4 separate regions of the Sus scrofa genome follow, and regions 2, 3 and 4 are each linked to region 1. The links are chromatin contacts, called in public HiChIP or PLAC-seq and promoter capture Hi-C maps. All regions are on one chromosome and are shown on one strand. The core of a region is the stretch at or near the end of the contact, and the rest is flanking DNA. Distances in the headings are between cores, read along the strand shown. Region 1 holds the start of PSMD12 (26S proteasome non-ATPase regulatory subunit 12). Region 2 holds the start of BPTF (nucleosome-remodeling factor subunit BPTF). Region 3 overlaps PITPNC1 (phosphatidylinositol transfer protein, cytoplasmic 1). Region 4 holds the start of NOL11 (nucleolar protein 11).

Evidence for each region. Promoter capture Hi-C pulls out the DNA fragments that hold promoters and counts their contacts. HiChIP or PLAC-seq counts read pairs in DNA pulled down with a chosen protein or histone mark.
Region 2: an H3K27ac HiChIP or PLAC-seq map of alveolar macrophages shows a contact between it and region 1. The contact joins the promoter of BPTF here to the promoter of PSMD12 in region 1. A contact is called at or near these places in 1 of 5 promoter capture datasets (fetal liver), 3 of 47 Hi-C or Micro-C datasets (embryonic fibroblasts, omental adipose tissue and skeletal muscle) and 2 of 2 datasets of contacts at active chromatin or transcription factors (alveolar macrophages and skeletal muscle).
Region 3: an H3K27ac HiChIP or PLAC-seq map of alveolar macrophages shows a contact between it and region 1. The contact joins the enhancer-like site here to the promoter of PSMD12 in region 1. A contact is called at or near these places in 5 of 5 promoter capture datasets (fetal liver, fetal skeletal muscle, liver and 1 more), 32 of 47 Hi-C or Micro-C datasets (adipose tissue, alveolar macrophages, blood and 15 more) and 2 of 2 datasets of contacts at active chromatin or transcription factors (alveolar macrophages and skeletal muscle).
Region 4: a promoter capture Hi-C map of liver shows a contact between it and region 1, with 6 times the contacts expected there. The contact joins the promoter of NOL11 here to the promoter of PSMD12 in region 1. A contact is called at or near these places in 1 of 5 promoter capture datasets (liver), 3 of 47 Hi-C or Micro-C datasets (fetal liver and liver) and 2 of 2 datasets of contacts at active chromatin or transcription factors (alveolar macrophages and skeletal muscle).

What each region holds. Positions count from the first base shown.
Region 1 is chr12:13,728,635-13,731,513 of Sscrofa11.1, reverse strand. It overlaps PSMD12 (26S proteasome non-ATPase regulatory subunit 12), which reads left to right and starts at 1,442. Exons shown (of 11, transcript XM_003482961.3): 1 at 1,442-1,651. The coding sequence starts at 1,544.
Region 2 is chr12:14,111,461-14,114,323 of Sscrofa11.1, reverse strand. BPTF (nucleosome-remodeling factor subunit BPTF) reads right to left here and starts at 1,381. Exons shown (of 31, transcript XM_021068118.1): 1 at 754-1,381. The coding sequence starts at 1,381.
Region 3 is chr12:14,010,215-14,013,368 of Sscrofa11.1, reverse strand. The region is part of intron 8 of PITPNC1 (phosphatidylinositol transfer protein, cytoplasmic 1); the gene reads right to left. Among named protein-coding and RNA genes, the nearest start is that of NOL11, 24 kb to the left of the region's middle. Within about 2 kb of position 1,413, at least 25 of the 83 cell types and tissues checked have an H3K27ac peak or open chromatin away from gene starts, as enhancers often do. A contact at or near this core is called in adipose tissue, alveolar macrophages, liver and 3 more, where this site is marked.
Region 4 is chr12:14,034,158-14,037,384 of Sscrofa11.1, reverse strand. It overlaps NOL11 (nucleolar protein 11), which reads right to left and starts at 1,736. Exons shown (of 18, transcript XM_003131277.5): 1 at 1,548-1,736. The coding sequence starts at 1,688.

The sequences.
Region 1 (2,879 bases), core at 193-2,692:
GCCACAGGTGCGGCCCTTAAAAACAAACAAACGAACAAAAAAGTCTAAGAATTCTTCATGTGAAAAGCAATGGATGATTATACTTTGATGTGGTCAGTGGTATAACATGTTGGAAAAATCATTCTACCCTCATGCTTCAAGTAATCAACAGAATACACCCGTGGCAGCTGTAACTTTTGCATTTATAGTTAAGGTAGTGGATATGCATACGAGCAAATGACTACTTCTTTGTATTTCTACTGCAGACATGTTTTAGCCTTTATATTTTGTTTTTTGTTTTGTTTTGTTTTGTTTTGTTTTTGTCTTTTTGCCTTTCCTAGGGCTGCTCCCACGGCATATGGAGGTTCCCAGGCTAGGGGTCTAATCAGAGCTGTAACCACCGGCCTACACCACAGCCACAGCAACGTGGGATCCGAGCCACGTCTGTGACCCACACCACAGCTCACAGCAACGCCAGATCCTTAACCCACTGAGCAAGGCCAGGGATCGAACCTGCAACCTCATGGTTCCTAGTCGGATTCGCTAACCACTGTGCCACTATGAACTCCTAGCCTTTATATTTTGAAATATATTATTTTGGTATTTTGCAATCTTTCTCCTTTACATTAGATCTAGGACTATTTTTTTAATTATGTGTGTAGATGGGTTATATTACCATGATTTTCATTACAGAACAGTTTTTTTGTTTGTTTGTTTTTAAGGTCTATTCAGCACTTATAAAGGGAGCTTGAGGCTAATTAAACTGAGAACCACTAACATAACGGGCAGACCACACTAAGATTTCCATTTGCTTCCCAGGCTACTGTTGACACCTGGACCACACCACACACAACCTCCTTCTCACTTTCAAGGTCTTAAGCTTTTTTAAAAGGGACCTAGATGGTGTGGGTAGTAATGAAAAAAACTTGTATGGTTCTTAAGAATTGGAAATAGGTTCCTATACAAAATCTCGTTTGATGCTCAAAAAGGTCTTTCAGGGAAAAAGCAAAAATAGTCTTTTGTAAAGATTCTTATCAACATAATATTTACCTATTGCACTACCGAACCACTGCCATGGCTTTTCTTATGAGCTTGAGGAGATTTCACAGATGAAGCCACCAAGACTCTCAACCAGAAGAAACCTGAGAACTTTTTTCTTCGGGGTTTCTTTCAGCCTGCTCCTGGAGCCGCGAGAAAACCGAAATCCAAGAAAAGTTCAGTGACTCGCCCATGGTTCCGAGAAATCGCAATATTTCAAAGCAGAGGTGTGAGAAGATATATACGACAGCCTATTTGATAACACTCGCTTTCCTCACCGCAAATTTAGAGAAGTCTGTCACCAGACGAAAACCGGACTTGGCGGGCGGGGCGGAGCCCGCTCCTAGCTCCGCCCTCAGGGCTGTCTGCGGCAGTGCCTGCCTGGCGCCCGGCGCAGGGGTCCTCGTGGGGGTCCTTCGCGCGGGCTGCCCAGGCACTGCCTGAGCGGGTGCGCCGGCGGCTTCCGGTGTGGCTGACGAGTGGTGGCCGAAGCAGGGGGACAGCAAGGGACGCTTAGGCGAGGACCATGGCGGACGGCGGCTCGGAGCGGGCTGATGGGCGCATCGTGAAGATGGAGGTGGACTACAGCGCCACAGTGGATCAGCGGCTGCCCGAGTGCGAGAAGCTGGCCAAGGTAAGGGGAGGCCGGCTGCTTCTTGGCGGGCGCCAGGGGCTGAGTCACGGCGCGGAGCTTGCTTAGGCCTCTGGGGGCCTGCGGGCTGGAGTGCTCATCCCCCTATTGCCTGCAGAAGTAGGAGATCCCAGGTCTGCCTGAATAGGGAGATCCCGCACCCAGAGTACGTTAGGGCTTACAGCTTCCCAGACCTTCCCCAAGACCGATGGTCACTTCAATTCCTGGAGGGGGATGAGACTTCATAGTACTTTTTGCCTTTTCTTGGATTTTGTTTCACGTTTACTTTAGTAGTTTCTCGGGGGTTAAGGCCATTTCAGCATTCACGCTAGATCAGAAGGTTTAGATTCGTTGCTCTTGCCGGATCAATTTCTCTTGTTGCTTATGGATCGTGGCGAAGTGCTTGGCCTTTGGCCAGAAGAAGGGACAGGAAAGTGATAGGACGAAGGTGATTAACACAGGATCCCTGTCCTTAAGGAGTTCATGTAGGCAAGGAGGTAGACAAGTCACGCATGGTGGTGAGTGCTGTACAAATATAAAAGTGTTACTGAAACACAGGAGGAAGCTGTTTGTTCTTAGAGATGGGATAAGGGAGAGTTTTACAGAGAAGCTGACGTTTGTATTAGGGCTTGAGGAGTGAGTAAGATTGGGATGGGGAGGAGTCATCCGCGGAGCAGGACCTGCGGGAAATAGACAAATAAGCACGAAAGTGCAGAGTCACAGGAGCGGGGGTCATGGACAGTAGTTTAGCCCAACTGCTTATTTCCCATGAAAAAGAAATTTTACTTAATCCAAACATTTATCATGCCCCCTGCTGTGTCAGGCAACTTTGTGGGTCATTTTATAGGTAAAGAAACCAAGACTCAGAATTGTTTGTCCGTCAGAACAGTTAGTAATAGATAGAACCAGGGATTTAAATCTAGGTTTGCCTGACTAAGGTTTGGATGGTTGTTGAATCAGTTCCATCATGGGATGTTGTTAAGGATTCTGCTGAGGCCTCATTAAATTCCTTCATCAATCCAGCCACAAACATTTATTGCTGTTCATTTGGGATGCTTTCACTAATAGGGTTTTTTTTTGTTTGTTTTTTTTTTTTTTTTTTTTTTTTTGGTCTCTAAAGGAGCTTACTACCTCAGTACATTAAAACATAATATGTTTAGGGTCAGGAGGGGTGTCAAGTAATACTTCACATTGAATTCTTCGAAAGAACTATTTTAATGCTTTTCTTTTT
Region 2 (2,863 bases), core at 132-2,631, 380 kb before region 1:
TTAAGACGCATGTTCCTGCGGTCTCTTATTTTGCATTTTACCAAAGCGATTTTGAATCAGATGAAATACCAAATGTGCTTTGGTTTTCTGCTTTGCTTTTTAATCAGCCATTGACCAGCAACTGTTGCACGAGCCCACTAGCACTCAAGAATAAAAACAAACACACAGGACCAGATAAGGTCCTACTAAGCCAACTGATCCATTTCCTTAACACACTTTTAAAACCACACAGCTCGGGGTGCGAAGAGAAGCATGTCTTGTGTGTGTTTGTATGCCACAATCTGTCTAAATTCGCAATTCCTTTTTAAGGAACAGATATAGAATAAAAATCTAAAAGAAACCACATTAGAAATGCAAAGAGGTTTGCAAAACAAGAAGCTTCTTTCATTCCAAAAAACCAAACCAAAACAAGGGGGGAAAAATGAATGCAATGGATATGTGTGTGCCAAAGTTTCAATCCTGCCCGGTGGAGACACTGCACTGGCACAAATTTTTAAGAGGAAAGAGGGGGCTGGGGGGAGAGAGAGAGAGAGAGGGTAGTGTGTGGCCTGCGAACTGCAACAATGCAATCTCCATTTTGAACAATGCGCCTCTTTCCTCTTGTAAATCTAGTTTTTTGCCACTTGAAGTGCCGTCGCATTTCCCTTCTGTTTGGGGGGGAGGTGGGGGTGGGGGGAGACCACAGAGGGAGTGAGCGAGGGGGAGGGGGAGGAGGTGGGGAAGGAGTCTGCAGCAACTGGGCTGGGTGGGTACCTGGAGTGCTGCTATAGGTGCTATGGCTCCTGAAGCTGCTTTCCGTGCAGTAACTGGCGTCGTCGTCGTCGTCTTCCATCTCCTCCGGATAATCGGAGTCATCGTCGTCCTCCTCCATCTCATCTTCCTCGTCGTCCTCGGAATCCTGGGTCTCCTCGGCGTCGCCGTCGTCCTCCTCCTCCTCCTCGGAGACCATGTCCTCCTCCTCCTCCTCCTCCTCTTCGCTCTCGTGGTCATCGTACACCACTTTGTTGACGGCCCTCCGGGCCGTGGTGGTCCGGGCCAGGTGGCCGCCGCCGCCGCCCCCGCCCCCGCCCTGCCGCCCCCGCCTCCTCGCCCCCCCGGCCCGGGGCGCTGGTGCTGGGGGGGCCGGCGGCGGCGGCGGCGGCGGCGGCGGCGGCTTCCTCCGGCTACTGCTGCCCCCCCTGGGCGAGCTCAGCCGCGTCTTGGGCGCCACCTCAGCCTGGGCGGCGGCCCACCTGCCCCGGCTGCTGCCGCGGTGGCGCGAGCGGAGCCCCCCGATGGGTCCGGACGTGGGCGGCGGCGGCGGCGGGGCCGGGGCCGGGGCGCAGCGCTCCGCAGCGGGAGCCGCGGGCTGCTTGGGCGGCCTGCCCCGCCGGCCCCTCATGTCGGAGCCGAGGCGGGGGGAGAAGGGAAAGCGGAGGGGGAGGGGCGGGCGGAGGGGCGGCGGTGGGGGTTGCCGGGGCCGGGCGGGGAGGCCTGCGGGGCCGGGCGGGAGGGGCCCGGCCGGCGGAAGCGGGTGGAGGGAGAAGGCTCAATCCGAATTGCTGGGGCCCCGCTCCGGATCGCCTTCAGCCGCCATCTTGTTTCTTCCCTCTCGCTCGGTGACTGGGGGAACCGACAGCGGCCGCAGGCCCGGAGCGCGGTCACGTGAGCTGCGCCGCCGACGAGCCTGGGACGGAGCGAGGCCACGCGGCGGCCGCTAGAGGGAGCGCGGGAGCGCTGGGTCGGGGGCGGGGAGCCCGAGGCACCTCCGCGCGGCGTGGCTGGACGGCAGCCGCAGGCTCGGAGCGGAGGGCTGTTCCGTCGCGAAGTGTCCCGGGTCCAAAGCCCCGGGTGCCGTCTGCCGAACCCGAACTCACAGAGCCTCCTTCCCGGGTCTCCCCTTCCCAGCTCGGAGACGAGGGCTCGGAGGCCCCCAAATTAATCCCCCTCCTGCTCCCTGGGGAAACTGACGCAGAAAAGAGCCAGAGAGTACCGCGGAGGGAGCCGACTCAGGCGACCCGGGGGCAGGGCAGTGCCAGCACCAGAGGGAAGCCACCTCAGGGCAGGGACCCCCGGAAACATGAAACTCCTAAGACGGCTCTAGAAAGTCCTGAAATTGATCCCAATGACAACTGCTCGGGGGGGCTGTGCCGGAAGCCACGCCCTAGGCTGCCAGACCCGGACAGAGGATCGTTCTGAGACGCTCCCAAAAGCCTCCGGTGAACTCCGGAGAATGCAGCTACATTCCTGCCCCCTTCACTTTCCCAGTCCCAGCTAGAAACTCGACCCCCTCGGAAAGAACTTTTAATTTCTTATTTGCTGTAGAAAAAGGGTAACTTCCCGCCTAAAACCTACTTTAAAGTGTTGCATGCTGGTGTTATAATTTTAATCTCTTTACTTGACGATTAGTAACCATATCTCGGCTAAACCCAGGGAACGGATCATGACAATGAAATTTGAGGCATCACCAGACCAAGGCAGGGAGAATTAAGTCACATTAATATTTATTGGAACATCTGACCACCAAAAAGCGATTTAAGGAAAAATTGTGAACAGGATTCTGTGGCTTATTACAATGTAGTTAGAAAGATAGAATGCCTGTGCGAAATGAAAATACAAACATTGGAGTTCCTAGTGGCTCAACAGGTTAAGGATCCGGGGTTGTCACTGCTGGGGTTTGGGTCGCTGCTGTGGCAAGCGTTGGATCCCTGGCGGAAGAACTTATGCACACAGTGGGCAAGGCCAAACAAACATTAATTGCCAAGTTCATTTATTCAGTAAAGTTCCATTGAGGGAGTCCCTCGTAGTGAGGACTTGGTGCTCTCACTGCTGCAGCCGGGGTTCAATCCCTGATCTGGGAACTGAGATCCCAGATCAAGCCACT
Region 3 (3,154 bases), core at 164-2,663, 280 kb before region 1:
GGTATTAATAATAAAGACATATACATAATTATGTATGTTCATATCACAACATATGAGCAAACCAGAAATATTGTTTGAAAAGCAAAAATCCTTAAGAGGATTTCCTGGGAATGGTTATTAAAACTTTCTGAAAGGGAAACGTTTTTTACAAAGGGAATAAAAAATCATGACTGTTGATAGAATATAAAACTCAGAATATAGCAGGAAGTACTTGACCTGTAACCTTACCACTTAAAAAAAATACCAAGACTGTTAAATAAGCTAAGAAATGAGATTTAAGTTTTTTCAAAAAGAGGTATTTCAAAACAAATTTTGGACTCCGAAAAAATTTAGCTGTGTTTCTGTTATAATAAATGGATATCATCTTTGAAAAACCAGGTTTTCCATGCAAGTGGCTGAATATAGTGCTCTACTCCAAACATCCAGCAGGGGGCAGAAATCACCCAAGGAAGAGAATTCGGATTCTACACTCTGGTTCACAGTCTCTTAGAAGTTCTCTTCCTTCAAAGTATTGAAGCCGCTCAGTTGAAAAGGAGACTGTTATTTCCTTACTGCTGTGGCCATGGATGTTCATTTTGCCTAATTTCAATCTAGTTTATCTCTACGCAGGTGGATGATTTAAACTTACCGAGCATCCATGCCGTTTTTACTTGTTATGGGCAGCAGCCTTTTGATTTCAAGTTTTCCATTACGATAGAGAAGAAAAATACGGAGAAAGAAATGATGCCCAATTTGATGGAATTCCAAAGAATAAGAGACATGTGGTAAGCATTCAAAGATAACCACTTCGTGTAATTCCTGAGGAGACAGACGTCTCTGAAGTTATGGGAAGGACTGTGCGTTGCAGCCAGAGAACGCACAGGCTTTCCCACGGGCAGACCCATCCCAGGTATCTCTACACAGTAGACTTTCTAATAGTAATAATCACAGTGAAACAGAAAGAAAACCAAAGAGCCTCAAGCTGTAAGCCATAAGAACTCAGAATGAGGAAAGCACTGCGTCACATCCTTTGGCCATGAGGCATCTTCCTCTTTCCCTGGCTTCCTTTGTCTTGTGCTTACAGAGTGAGTAGCTTTCAGAGCTCGGCTGAGGGGGGGAAACGGTGTCTAGCATTCCTAAAGAAAAGGTCATTCAAAGTGATGGAAATTCAAGGACAGTCTCCTTACTGAGCATTTCTAACTTCAGAACAGGGCAAGAGGAAGGGGGGTGTTCTCTTGGAACTGGTCGGTGCCTACAGAGGAACTTCTCAGTTAAGTCTGGTCCAAACAGCTTTCTGCAAATCCAACCATGGCATGCAAAACGGGAAGGAAGAGTCAGGGGCATTTCAACCTCAAGGGCAGTCACATGCAGTCTACGGCAGCGCATGAGCCTTACAAGGCAGATTCCAAAGACATGCACTCCAAAGTCCACTAGACATTTCCCACGTGCAACCAGAGGTCTCCACAATTCTAAAGCGCTTACAACGACAGCCACCTCTCAACATTCTATAACCACGTGGTCAATTTCTTAAGTCTCTACTAGGTATTAACAGACATGCGGGCTCAAGCTAGCACCCAAAGACATCACAGCTCTGGCCAAAGATGCATATCAATGACTTGGGGATAACGTTTTTCTTTGTAACTCATCTTCATGGGAATGAATGACTGAGACAGAACTCTAGTTAAGATGCCAGCGTACACCACACAGTCAGCTCTTCATCACCCCTGTGCCACTAAATAATGTCAGGCTCTCCCAGGCTTAAGTCCCAGGCTGGATCTCATCTGGCTCCTCCTCACCACACCTTCACTGCTCTGCCAGTGGGCACTTGGACAGCAGCCCCATCTGGACATGAACCCAAGTCCCAAGAAACTGGTTGGATTAAGACAGCCATAAAGAGCCATAGAGAGCAGTTCAAAGCAAATGTAAAGAAACCTAAAATACCAGATGAGCCACAGCCCTCCCTTACATGAATGACGGAGTGCTTGCTGTGCCTTCAAAAGTTACTGGCATTGATGTTTTAGTTTTCACACGACATCCGCTTTTACCCCTCTGTTCTTTTGTGGCGCAGGCCACAAAATGTTTCCACTCTCTGTGTTCTTGGTTTCCTGACCCAAACAACCCCCCACGTCAAGCAGCTTTAAAGAATGGAAATGTCTGGAAGCAAGAGCTAACACTGTCCAATGGAGACCCTGCTGAGGTTTTTTTTAACCTATGGCCTCTGGGAGACGATGCTTTTTTTGTGGACGTTTGAGACGTGAGCGTTTGAAGTCACTTCAAAGATCTGTTTACGTGTACGTTTGGTCAAAGGTGGGCAACATGTTTCAAAAATTCTACATACACTTGTTTGGGTCTGGCTCTCTATGTGATCCACAGTGGAGGAATGCTGATTGCAAACTTTTATGTTGGTTTGTTCATGCATGTTTTTCTCGTATTCCCGAACATCATCCATTGTCATATCTGAAAGAAGGTCAAGACGTTGGCAACTTCTGTTATTAAAGGCAAACTTTCAATGGGGGGAGACTTTAGGGAAAGATGGCAGCTTAGCAGAAGCCAGAGAGAGGTGTCAAAGCAGGGGATTCACTAACTTTATGCGGAGTCAATCATAAAGTTAGCTCAACCAGCCAAAGGGAGAGTGAATACAAGGGCGTTAAGTCAAAAGAGTCTTAGAACTGAGAAGAGTGGAAGTTATTGAGGGGTGATTCTTGTCAAGTGAGCTAGGTGGGTAGGAAGTGTTAGCACGTGGACAGTGCCGTAGCCTGAGATCTCCTAAGAGCATGGTTAGAAGATCCCTTTGAAGGACAGGGCCAGGTCTGTGTGGTTTAATACTTACCTTCCATATACCTTTCAAAATACATTTAGAGGTTCTTTAAGACAAGGCATTCGACAACAGAGAGGACACTTTCATTGCTATTTATAAGAGACATGACATAGAAGTCAGAGAAATGTTGCTCCCCGGTACCCGTGAGATTTGGTGCAATGCTCGCAGAGATGTATTTCTGCACAGAATGCATGGTGTCAGAGAGTGCAGGTCTACACTGAACGTCAAGTCTAGCCTAACAGCTTGGAGCTGGCTGGCACTGCTTCCACCCACGCTGATCTATAAATACAATGGCACGTGACATGATGATTTTTTGGCCCGAGTATGCAATTTTTCAGTATTTCAGAATAATAATTT
Region 4 (3,227 bases), core at 487-2,986, 310 kb before region 1:
GTGCATGCATTTTTTTTTTTTTTTTTTTTTTTGCTTTTTAGGGCCAAACCTGCTGCATATTGAAGTTCCCACGCTAGGAGTCAAATTGGAACTGTAGCTGCAGGCCTATGCAACAGCCACAGCAATTTGGGATCCAGCCGTGTCTGCCACCTACACCACAGCTCATGGCAACGCTGGATCCACTGAGCCACACCCACTGAGCCAGACCAGGGATTGAACCTGCATCTTCATGGATACTAGTCAGGTTCATTACTACTGAGCCACAACAGGAACTCCGGTATCTTTTCGAATTAACGTTTCTATTTTTTTTTCAAATATGCACCCAGGAGTTAAACTGCTGGGACTTAATGGAAGTTCTATTTTTAGTTTTTTGAGAAAGCTCCATACTGTCTTCCATGGTGTCTGCACGAATTTACATTCCCACCAACAGTGTATGAGAGTTCCCTTTCCTCCACGTCCTTACCAATATTTGCTATTTGTGTTCTTTTTGATGATGGACATTCTGAGAGGTGTGTGGTGATATCTCATTATAGTTTTGGTTTGCATTTCCCTGACGATTAGCGACTGCTGAGATTGCTAGCTTCTTAAAGATACAGAAACCTGGAGTTCCCGTTGTGGCTCAGCGGTAACAAACAAGAATGGTTCTGATCCTTGATCTCACTCAGTGGGGTAAGGATCCTGGAGCCGTGGTGTGGGTCTCGCAGATCCCCTGCTGCTGCTCACCTAGCCTGGGAACTTATCACGTGCCGCAGGTACAGTCCTAAAAAGACAAAAACAAAAACAAACCAAAAACCCCCCAAAACCAAAAAGAACCCCCAACAAAACCACCCCAAAACCAAAAAAATCCAAAAACAAAAACTCCCGTTAAACTAAGTTCAGCAGCTCACATAAAAATACTTTCTACAAGCCTACTACAAGCAAAGTTTAAGGTGTCGTAGTCCGTCGTTAGACTGAAAAGGGGGCGGGGTGTGTAGATTTCAAGGGACACAACTCCAGATTTCACAGGGTGAACCACAGCTGTCAACAGACCGGTCACTCGGATTTAAAATTCCTACCAAGCTGCCAAGAAAACGAAAAACAAAAACAAAAACAAAAAAAGAAAGAGAAAAAGAAGACACCTACAAAACCTTTTTTCCCGCCTAACGAGTGGTAGGAAATGTTATGGACAGAATGCGAAACTAACATCAATGACATCTCCCACCCAACCAATCTCTGTTCAACCCTTCTGCGGGAGGCCTGGGTAGACAGAGACCCCAGGAGGGGATCTTAGCAAGGCTATCTGAAAGCACAGGTTTCCTTTCCTTTCCTAGTCTAGCCCACGTGCACTTAAGATGCTCTGCCGCCTGCAACTCGGAGATATGCCTTGCTCTTCGGGGAAACAATCGAGTCAGATTCTAACCTCACTCAGCGTCCCGAAGAGGCCATGCCGCCTCTCCACTAAGTCTGCTGAACGATGTCCCCGAAGCTGTGAGAAACCCGTGGTTACGACTTCGCGCTCAGAAAGGGGCGAAACGGCAACGAGGGCGTTCCAAGACTATCGCTCTCACCTTATAGAGAATGACCGTCCTGCCGCTGTCCGTCACTAGAAATTGGTCTGTTTTGTCGCTCTGCTCCACTCCTAGGGGTCCGTCAGGCCCAGAACCCAGGGGTACCGCAGTCAACGTGAATCCCTCCTCCAGGGCTGCCATTTTGGCCCAACTTACGCACGGCCGCGCAGCCCTCCCGGCAGGCTTCGCGCTTTCTCTCGCGAGAACTAGGAGGCCGACTGGCACTAAGTGAGAAACCTGCTTGCGGAGTCTGCGACCTCTGGCGGGCAGAGATCGCTAGTGGCGCTGCGGTCGACGTCGGGTGGGCGGGGCCTGGAACTTGCGTCTAGACTCCGCCTCCCAGGCCAGAGTCCCGAGTCCCGGATGCACCGCTCTGTGGGGAAAGGGTGGGTGGCAGGGGAAACCTTACCTGTTGGGTGGTATCGCCGCTGAGCCTTTTTCAGCTACGAATTTGAGAGGCTGAGGGGTGGGTGTGGCAAGTGGCGGGATATAAATAAACTCAATGTTTTCACTTGAAGCGAACTCTCTAGGAATTCCTTCCACAGCTTCTTGGAATAATGTCCCAAGGGAAAAATATTTCTCTCTTCAGATTAACTCTTAACGTGCTGAACTGAAATGCCTAATCCCCCCTGCTTCTCAGAACCCGCCGCAAAGATCTAGTCTCTGCGGCCTTTCGGGCCTCCCAGGTTTTCTCTCCCGGTTCTCTGAGCACCGGCGGGGACATCTCTCCAGCTTTTAGGAAATTCAGACTTGTCCCAGGAAGCGGATGACGTCTAAGGTCCCCCTGGGCAATTTTTGGCAAAGCCATTTCCTTGGGAGGTTTTTGAGATAAACGTGACTAACGCAGTCAATACTGTCAAAACTCAGAAAAGATAAATCGTGCATGTTCTTAGGGAGGAAACATCTAAATAGGCGATTACCAGGCCACAAGCATTACAACACAGGAGAAAGGCTATGCAGCTATTATGAAAGAAGTACGTAGCTACCGTAAATTCTTAATAAGGATAACAGGTCTTCTTTTTCTTTTTTTTTGTCTTTTTTGCCTTTTCTAGGGCCGCTTCCGCGGCATATGGAGATTCCCAGGCTAGGGGTCTAATCGGAGCTGTAGCCACCGGCCTACACCACAGCCAGAGCAACTCGGATCCGAGCCATGTCTGCAACCTACACCACAGCTCACGGCAACGCCGGACTTAACCCACTGAGCAAGGGCAGGGATCGAACCCGCGCAACCTCATGGTTCCTAGTCGGATTCATTAACCACTGCGCCACTACGGAAACTCCGAGATCTTATTTTTCAAAGTATCTAAGGCGTTTGGCTTTAAATTTGTGGCTCCTTTATTTGGAAAAGAAATACTGTGAGATTCAGCCTAGACATCCTGGCCTCTATGAAACCTTTCTTTTCCTCCCGGCACAATCAGCCTGTCTGGGGAATCGTGTTTAGCACCCACTGTCCATGTTTAGGATGCTAGCCTAGACACATCCTTCTCCAGGAAGTCTTCTCTGACTCTCTGAGACTGGATCAAATGTCTAATTTGGGGCACCAGTGTTATCAGAACATCCATTTGGATGGTTACTCATACATGTCCTCATATAGATGGCCGGTTACTCATACATTTCCTTCATTCTGTTTATTTCTTTGAAGGATTTATCACTAGTATCTGGCATAATGCCTGTCCCATA